3 separate regions of the Mus musculus genome follow, and all the other regions are linked to region 1. A link is a contact called in public HiChIP or PLAC-seq data. All regions are on one chromosome and are shown on one strand. Each heading gives the region's core, a stretch centred on a gene start, on an enhancer-like site or on the middle of the called end of the contact. The rest is flanking DNA. Distances are from core to core; before and after follow the strand shown. Region 1 holds the start of Tmem251 (transmembrane protein 251). Region 2 overlaps Asb2 (ankyrin repeat and SOCS box-containing 2). Region 3 holds the start of Fam181a (family with sequence similarity 181, member A).

What was found. HiChIP or PLAC-seq counts read pairs in DNA pulled down with a chosen protein or histone mark.
Region 2: an H3K27ac HiChIP or PLAC-seq map of thymic regulatory T cells shows a contact between it and region 1, with 4 times the contacts expected there. The contact joins the enhancer-like site here to the promoter of Tmem251 in region 1. A contact is called at or near these places in 3 of 39 promoter capture datasets (cranial neural crest, hippocampal neurons and pre-B cells), 7 of 484 Hi-C or Micro-C datasets (CD4 T cells, the G1E-ER4 cell line, the HL-1 cell line and 2 more), 10 of 115 datasets of contacts at active chromatin or transcription factors (the SCID.adh cell line, T-cell acute lymphoblastic leukemia, cardiomyocytes and 7 more) and 2 of 9 other capture datasets (adipose tissue and liver).
Region 3: a contact with region 1 is called in an H3K4me3 HiChIP or PLAC-seq map of embryonic forebrain, with 7 times the contacts expected there. The contact joins the promoter of Fam181a here to the promoter of Tmem251 in region 1. A contact is called at or near these places in 3 of 39 promoter capture datasets (hippocampal neurons, neural stem cells and pre-B cells), 1 of 15 datasets of contacts at CTCF or cohesin (pro-B cells), 11 of 484 Hi-C or Micro-C datasets (the 63-12 cell line, B cells, CD4 T cells and 7 more), 9 of 115 datasets of contacts at active chromatin or transcription factors (T-cell acute lymphoblastic leukemia, bone marrow-derived macrophages, embryonic forebrain and 5 more) and 1 of 9 other capture datasets (pancreatic islet).

Annotation. Positions count from the first base shown.
Region 1 is chr12:102,742,349-102,745,195 of GRCm38.p6, forward strand. Tmem251 (transmembrane protein 251) reads left to right here and starts at 1,412. Exons shown (of 2, transcript NM_177140.4): 1 at 1,412-1,818; 2 at 2,252-2,847. The coding sequence starts at 1,739. The coding sequence ends at 2,663. It overlaps Gm20604 (predicted gene 20604), which reads right to left. Exons shown (of 2, transcript NM_001142939.1): 2 at 1-1,046. The coding sequence ends at 1,024. It overlaps Moap1 (modulator of apoptosis 1), which reads right to left and starts at 1,313. Exons shown (of 2, transcript NM_001142937.2): 1 at 1,195-1,313; 2 at 1-1,046. The coding sequence starts at 940.
Region 2 is chr12:103,330,529-103,333,375 of GRCm38.p6, forward strand. Asb2 (ankyrin repeat and SOCS box-containing 2) reads right to left here. Exons shown (of 10, transcript NM_023049.1): 6 at 2,764-2,847. Among named protein-coding and RNA genes, the nearest start is that of Gm15523, 4.9 kb to the right of the region's middle. Within about 2 kb of position 1,458, at least 44 of the 459 cell types and tissues checked have an H3K27ac peak or open chromatin away from gene starts, as enhancers often do. A contact at or near this core is called in the G1E-ER4 cell line, the SCID.adh cell line, T-cell acute lymphoblastic leukemia and 2 more, where this site is marked.
Region 3 is chr12:103,313,462-103,316,308 of GRCm38.p6, forward strand. Fam181a (family with sequence similarity 181, member A) reads left to right here and starts at 1,498. Exons shown (of 2, transcript NM_001195726.1): 1 at 1,498-1,609; 2 at 2,311-2,847. The coding sequence starts at 2,377. Gm29508 (predicted gene 29508) reads right to left here and starts at 1,308. Exons shown (of 3, transcript NR_136894.1): 1 at 1,054-1,308.

The DNA.
Region 1 (2,847 bases), core at 162-2,661:
CAAGCTCTCTTCGAACTGATTTGTGGACTGCCCCAGCAATGACTTGGTCTAGACGGGCCTGATTCACAACTTCTTTCTCAATTGCTCCTTTCTGAACCAGTTTCTGCAATAAAGGCTCCAACCTTAGAACATAGGCAGACAGCTTTTCATCAGTCTTCTGATAAGTAGTAAGGTATTTGACCTGCAATGCTCTAGGATTATCAATAATCCCAAATATTGTCTCAAGCGTCTTCAGGCATTCTGCAACTGTAATGAAGGGGTTGTTTATCTTGAGGACTCGAATAATTTCAAATGCTGGACCTCTAAGGCTCTCTATCAACCGCCTTCTTTTCTCTACATCTGACACCTGCCATGTTTTCATTACTTGGGAAGTATGAAACATCCAAGATTCAAATTCTTCCTCACCTGGTCCTGGAGGATCCCTGCCTGAGAACACACTCAGCTTTTTGTACCTCAGATACTGCAGGGTAGGCTTAAGGGCCTCATTTAATGCCTGTGCTAACATGGGTGCTCGAATTTCAGGGATCATTATGCCCGGGTCTAGGCCGAGAGGGTCATTCCGATTCCCAAGAACTCTGGTTAATTCACCCATCGTCATGCCCTCCCCCTTTAAAAACTCATTTAATCTGCACAAAAAGTCACTATCAGTATCAGGAGGCTTAAAGATCACTCTCCAGACACCTCCTTTTGCAGGTATTTCCTTGGGGACCAGGGCACTGCCAGTCTCTACTGTAAGCCCAATCAGGGCTACATTCTTGTTCTCATCCCTCCTGAACATCCTCCCAAGCAGTCTGTGTTCCCCTAAGGGAGCAAGGCCAGCCTGCAGGGCCTCCTCTATGTCTGCCACTCCGCAGGTCGGAGGGATGCCGGCAACCAATAGTGCTTTCCGAGGATTCATATCCATCCCTCTGCACCAGTCTTCTAGAAGTCTCAGTGTCATGGTGCTCAGAGTATTTAAATTCTAATTCGACCAGGGCGCCGCCGCCGCCGCCGCCGCTTACAGTGATGTGCGTGCTCGTCTCTTTAACACGCAGAGGTCCGGGAGCCTGAGAAAACAGAGCATCCACGTTAAGTTAACCGTGTCTGACTCCCGAGCAGTTCCTCCGCCCACCCGCCACAGGCGCTTAGAAACGAACGCCATCAGGATCACCTGCCCGTAGATACATCGCTTGGGTCCCGGAGAGGACGTCTGACCTTTGCGGGGTTTAGGAGAGACCCGGGCTCCCCGCGCCCGCCTCCCGGCCGAGGGCAGAAGAACGACCGCAGCAAACGCCTCAGGGAACAGACAACCGCCTCTGGAGGCGGCGCGAAGCTGACAGCCTGACGTCATGAGAGGCCGGCGCGCGTTTCCGGCCCTAGACGGAAGCTCTGAATGCGGCGGTATCCGGGACTGCGAGCGGGCGGGCCACTCAGGACAGGAAGGTGAGACCCGGGGCTGCTCGGCTTGGCTGTCAGGCTGGCCCGGCGTCCGGCCGGGAGCCGAGCTCGGGCCTCTGCAGGCCAAGCCTGGCGCCACTGCCCAGCTCAGCTCGGCGGCGGGTGCAGTGGGGGGCGGGCCCGGCATCTCCAGGTGGTTCCCCCCGCCTGGGGCTCCGGAGGGCGACGGGGCCCGCCGCCGCCGCGTGACCAGCCGTAGTCACGCTGAGCTTAATCACTACTAGCTCGTGCTCCCGCCGCCGCGCTCACCTTCTTCAGCTGCGCGACCCAGAGGGTTTCTCTTAAGGTGGCTTGTTCTGAAATGCCAAAGGCACCTGACTGTTCAGAACTGAGTGACTCTTGCTCGCTTGCAGGGGGAACAGGAAGATTTTCGGGACCACTGTAAGTGTTTGAAAGAGTTACCGTCTTAACTTGGGGACTCCGACGTTGGTTTAACGAGTAGAACTCAACCCAGTGCCCACGTCTGAAATAGTGTTAAGCCAGAAAGCATTTCAACTGTCAAGAGCAACGTCCTGTGGGGAAACTAGATGTTTCATTATCTGAAACGAAGGTGTACTGGGTCTACTCAAGCAAGAAGTGATGATTCATTCACTCTGGGGTTCACATAAATAACAGCACTCAGTAGACACTGAAACCAGTATTTTTATGTGCTTACAACTGTTATATAAAACCACCTGTAAGCTGTTTACAGCTGTTAAATCTTAAAATGCTCGTGCTTTTCAGAACTCTTGAATTTAAATCATGTGCACTTGGAATAGTTGCCATGGCAACATTATTAGACCTTAACAATAATTTTTCTGTGTTTGCATTGAAGGCACAGAGCATGGAGAATGATGAACTTCCGTCAGCGGATGGGATGGATTGGAGTGGGACTGTATTTGCTAGCAAGTGCAGCAGCGTTTTATTATGTTTTTGAAATCAATGAGACTTACAACAGGTTGGCTTTGGAACACATTCTGCAGCACCCTGAGGAGCCTCGGGAAGGAACCACATGGACACACTCCTTGAAAGCTCGGTTACTTTCCCTGCCCTTTTGGTTGTGGACAATTATTTTCTTGATTCCGTACTTACAGATGTTTTTGTTCCTTTATTCTTGTACGAGAGCGGATCCCAAAACAGTGGGCTACTGTATTATCCCCATATGCTTGGCAGTTATCTGCAATCGTCATCAGGCATTTGTCAAGGCTTCTAATCAGATCAGCAGACTACAACTGATTGACACATAACACCCATCACCGGTTTCCCTTATTGTAAGACTGCCAGCACTGTATAGTGGCTGACCACAAGACTGCAGTTTCTTCACAGGTCTCAGGAAGTTGTGGTGGAACGAGACTTAAAAAGTGACAAGAGGACTGACTACTTTATCTGAATAATGACTTTTTAGGTAAAGCCTGAAATATAGTACTACAC
Region 2 (2,847 bases), core at 208-2,707, 590 kb after region 1:
AAGCAAGCAGAGCCATGAACGATCAGTGGTTCTGCCATAATTTAGTGCCACTGTGTGGTGAGCACCTCCAAGCTAACCACTGGGTGAGTAGGCTGGGCCATGCCTACTGCCTGAATCCAGGAGGACCCATCAGACGTCAGAGCTAAGGTAAGTTCCTTGTCACAAAACCTCGTCTACCCTGTTTCTCTGAATCCATATGGAGTCCTGAGAGGCCAAGTTTTTCATCACAGACCAGGACACAGGACATGAGAGGACTCAGGATAACCCACTCATAGATGTGAAGCTACACTTGAATGTATGGTCGGAAGATGTATTCTAGACTAGGCTTTCAGCCCTCACTACGGGCCCTAGGCTGTGTGCCCTGGCAGCAGCAGCAGCTCCAGCTAGGTACAAAGCTCCTTAAAGGAAATCCTACTGACTGTTAGTTGGATTTGGGGTTGATGGTTGTGGTTGGTTGTGGTTGGTTGGTTGGTTGGTTGGTTGGTTGGTCTGAGGCATCATCTTATGTAGCCCAGGCTCGCCTTGAATTCCATATGTAGCCAAGGATGGCCTTGAACTTTTGAACCTCCTGCCTCTAACTCTAGAGTGCTGGAGATTGGACCCAAAGCTTTGTATAGGATAAGCAAGCACTACCAACTGAGCCACAACCCCAGTCCTGGGCTTGTTTTGTTCTCCATCTGAAATAGGAAAGAACTGGCTTCTGCTATCTTCTTAAGGAACCATGGAGGGACTGGAGAAATGGCTAACTGGTGAGGACCATGTACACATCTTACAGAGGACACGGGCTTCAGTTCCCAGTACCCACAGTGGCTCACAACTACCTGTAACTCCAGCTCCAGGAGATCTGATATCTGTGGGTAGTTATACATCACACACACACACACACACACACACACAAACACCCATACACACACACACACACACACACACACTTTAAAAAAATCATGAAAATAAATTTAAAAAAGAAACTAAACACTGAGCCATGCTTGTAGGAAGGGGGCTGAAGCCTGGTAGCAGCTTCCTGCCATCATCTTATCTTTTACATCTTCTGCATCTCTTGGAGTGAGAGAGCAAACCGGTGTGCACATGATTTCTCTGTAGGCTCCACACTGTAGACGAAGATTAGCTGAGATAGCTCAGTAAAGGCTGAGATCAAAGGCTTGTGTCAGCCACAGCTCCTCTGTCAGAGCCATCTGCTCCTCTCACCCTTTCCGATGACTTCATTTTCAGCAGCGGAGGACTTGTCCTGGCCTTCTGAGAAGAGCACCAGGCCTTGAGGGCTCATCAGGACCATGAAAGTTTCTGTACCATGACTCCCAAGCTCTGGGGCCTTAGACAGCTTTTAGAAGCCTCAGTTTACCTGCTTGTTAGTCAAGAGTCATAGTCCTGCCCTCTCCTGTTTAGGGTGAGGTGTAAATAACATAACAGAAACATAGCACCAGCCTCAGAAGCCACTGCTGTCTAGACAGAGCTCAGGGCAGAGACTGTCCCTTCCCTCAGAGGAACAGTATAGGGACACCTTTAACAAGCCCCTGGGCCTCATGCTTAGGCTCCCCCGCAGGCCTAGGCTTGAGCAAAGCAGCCTGCTCACATAAGGAAAATATTTGTATAGGAACTGGCTTTAACTCCCCATGAAGGGAGCAGTCCCTGCCTCAATATCGGCAGGGAAGAGGGCGACTGCCTGGAGAGGAGGTCCCCCTCACCCACTGCACCCTTGCCCTCAGCACAGCTTGCTGGCCTGGGCTCCAGGACTCCACTGAGTTGTCAGAGTGTTCATTGCAGTCATCCCTGGCTAAGAGCCTTAGTCAGGCCCAGGGTCCATCTCCTAGGCTGAGAGGCAGACACAGGTCAGATCCAGGCTCTTACAGTGAGCAATCACTTAACCTGTCTGAGCCTCGATCCCCTCAAGTATACAGTGGGGTTAGGATGGGTCCCCTGGGCCACACTCTACCTATCTGTCATAGGTCCATGCTTAGCAGGAGGCCTGACACACAGTAGGTCCTCACTGGTTTGTTGCAGCACAGCCCCAACACTTCTGCATAGTCTCGGCCTCTCCAGTTCTCCAGACAGAACTTCCTTCCATTGAGAGGGAAAGACAATCGCAGGAGAGCTTGGAGTGGGTTGTCAAAATACTCAGTTTTTATTCATGTTTTTGAGGTCTTTGCTACTGCAACATCATGGTGCAAGCAGTATGGTTTTAGTTTCTCCTGTTACGGTTTTTTTTGTTTTTGATTTTGTTTTGTTGTTGTTGTTTTTCTTTTTCTTTTTTTTGGGGGGGGGGGGGGAAACTAGGGCAGAGACCTGGGTTCAAATCCCATTTGTATCAATAACCTACTGTGTGATCTTGGACAAATCACTTTCCCACCCTGGTCCTTCCTTGGTTTTTATCACCTGCAAAACAAGGATGTGATCTCCATCTGAGGTCTTTCTGTCCCAGCAGTGTGATGTGTAGTGGTTTGGGCATCAAGAGTCCAAGAATCTAGATAGCTCTACAGCTAATTCCGTAGCTAAGTCACTTCCCCTTTGCAGGCCTCAGATTCCTCTTTTGTGAAAGGAGGATGTTGAGCTCGATCTGAGATAGTAAGACAGGAAGCACCTAGCAGCATCTCTCCATAGCTCTACAGAACCTAAACCTGGCCTAAGAGTCCTCCACACAGCCCTGTGGGGCTCTGGATCAGAGGATGCCACAAGATGACCCCAGTGCAACTTCCCCTCCCAGCTGACCTCTGAGGTCTTTGGTAGCTGTTCTGTGTGGCCACTCACCATGCTTGGCCAGGAACCTCAGGGCCTCCAGCTGCCCACTCTGGGCAGCCACAAACAAAGGGGTGATGCTGTAGACATTCTTGG
Region 3 (2,847 bases), core at 248-2,747, 570 kb after region 1:
TCCCCGTGCCAAGCCGACGTAGGACAGAGCACACGAAGGGCTCTGGAGAGTCTAATGTGAGCTGGTTACCAGGACAGGGGTCCTAATGCCAGCAGCACACCCTTGTTTGTTCTGCTCTGGCTCTGCACAGAGAGCATGTGGAGCTCTTGGAGTTAGAGCTGCAGCTCATTAGCCCTGGGCCGTCTCCTCCAGAGGAGGGAACTTAGGGCTACTCTAGACAGGTGCCTCATCCCTACAGCAGATGTCTCTTGGTGCCACTCCTAAGTCAGGGTATGCAACCATGCCTGTGGTATGAAGCTGTGGGCCACTATGCAGTCGGAGACAGAAGAAGATGACAGAAAGACAGGGAAAGGGGAGGAAAGTGGACCTGCGGGGGTCCACTGAGCTGGCTAGCATGGAGACCCTGCCCGGGAGCACTTCCCAGACAGTTCTCCTTCACCGGGCTGCTCTCAGCCTCACCTTCTTTCTGGGCATTTGATGGGCAGGGCCACGGCAGCCTGGGCTCCCTCACTTGCTCCAACTGAGCGGCCCTGCTTGCAGCCCTGCCGGCGTTGGCACGGTGACAGTAGCCAAGTGTGCAAACTTGTGCCATTGTCCCTGGGCCAGGGGGAGCCATGGAGACTAGCTAATATGACACAGGAAAATGTTTGCTGATGGCAATTCTATGGGCTTTGTCCACCTCTTTCTCCATCATGACGACTCGATTTAAGTCCCTAACTGTTTGACTACAAACGCAAGGGGACCGTGCAACGCCACCCTTTTGTCCGGCCGCACTGAATGGGCAATTCAGGCTTTGTGCAGCTCAATTGAGGAAGCAAACATAAAGACAAGATTCCTGAGAGCCTCGGCTCCCTTCCCATGGATATCCCAGCACCCCTCAGCCAGCCCGCCAGGGCTACCTTTCCCCACATCAGTGCACCTCTCAAATCCATCCCAGGGGGACCCTTCAGGAAGGACGGTTGAAAGAGGTGAGAGACACGAGGCCAGAGACAGAGTCAGAGAATGCACACTCAACACTCAAGGGCAGAGGAAAAGCAGCCCACTCCGGCTTACCCCATCCGATTGTCTGTCTGCACTGGAGCATGGCAGCTGGAGACCTGAAGTATCTGGGGAAGGTTGGGTGCCTGTCTCACTGTGCCCAGCCCTCCTTGATCCTGAATACTTTTTGCGCGCACACACACACACACACACACACACACACACACACACACACACCTCAAGAAACCAGGTTACTGAGGTCAAGGGGAGGAGTGGGTATGGAGACTGGAGAAAAGTGGGGCTGAAGGGTAGAAATTTACCGGGAAATGATTGCATTTGGGAGCTGTCTTTTTTTGTGATGGTCCCCATGGTGACAATTTGTGACGGCAAAGAATGTGGGACCGGGGCTCCGCCGCCTGATTGGGATGCTTTGTATCTGGAGAGGCGCTCCTGATTGGCCTGAGGGCCCCCCAGCTCCGGACTTGTCCTCCATTCAGCCCACTCAAGGGCTGTGCACAACTGCTTCTCAGCCTGCACGGAGCTCACTGCACGCCAGCTCGTCAGGCTTGCGGGGGTCTACGGTGGGGAACCTGCCGGCCACGTTGGCGGGGGGCCCTGGCCTTCACCTTCGGTCAGTACGGAGTCCCAAGTGGTTTGGCCTGGCTGGGTGGAGGGCAGGGCGTGAGCGGACTAGAGCCTTGGGGGAGGGGCACAGTACTGTGGGTGGTGGCCGAGGAGGCATGAAATTGCTGCAGATGCTTCTACAGGGGAGTCCCTGCGGCCGGCAGGGATGAGCCTTGAAGGCAGGTCTAGATTAAGTGCTAGACAGAGATCCTGCCTGGCCCTGTGTGAGAGTTGGGGGTGGAGCGTGGGGACTGCGGAGGGGGCGGGGTGGTGGGAGGGGAAGGCCACCACCAAGGAGGGGGAAGGGGGCTTGGCCTTCTTTAGAGGATTTCTTTGGCTTTGAAAATAAAAACTTGAATGGTGAGTCGTGCGCGCTGGCCTTCACGATGTGTGGGAGATGCGACCAACTGGGAATGTAGCCCCAGCAATGCCACTTGTAGCTGGGTGGCTTTGAGCAAGGTGTTTGCAGTTTCTGAGCCTTGACTTCCAGAAGAGGGCAACAGGCCCCAGAAGACTGAATGAGATAGTTGACACCTGTCTCATCTCAGATAGTCAAAAGGTGCTGAATAACGACTCACCAGCCCCATTGTGGATTCTGTTTGGGACAGAAGAATGGAGGATGTGTGCATTGGGTCCTGGTGGCCCTGGGGAAGGCGTAACTGCCCTGGAGAGACTCCTGCTGCCTATTGCATTCATTGTGTTCCCTAGGTCTGCCCTGTGCGCTCCTCCAGAGCCCATGCTCTTCATGGAAAGCCCTGCACAGTTCTCGTGGTGATGGCAGCTGACAGTGACGTGAAGATGCTTCTGAATTTTGTCAACCTGGCGTCCAGTGACATCAAGGCGGCCCTGGACAAGTCCGCACCCTGCCGCCGCTCTGTGGACCATCGCAAGTACCTGCAGAAGCAACTCAAGCGCTTCTCTCAGAAGTACTCGCGGCTCCCTAGGGGCCTGCCTGGCAGGGTGGCAGAGCCCCACCTGCAGAGGGGACCTGAAGAGAGGCCTGGACGGCCACCCCTCCATCCCTGTCCCCAATCCAGCCCCGGTGGGGGTGGGAGCTGCACAGAAAAGGCCCTGGGGACCCCCTTTAGGGAGGAATGCCTTTCTAAGGATCAGGGCTTCCGGGGGCTGAATCCAGAGGCTGCTAGACCCGGCCAGGTTCCCATGAGGAAGAGACAGCTGCCCGCCTCGTTCTGGGAGGAGCCAAGGCCCACTCTCAGCTACCCAATGGGGCTGGAGGTGGGCCTG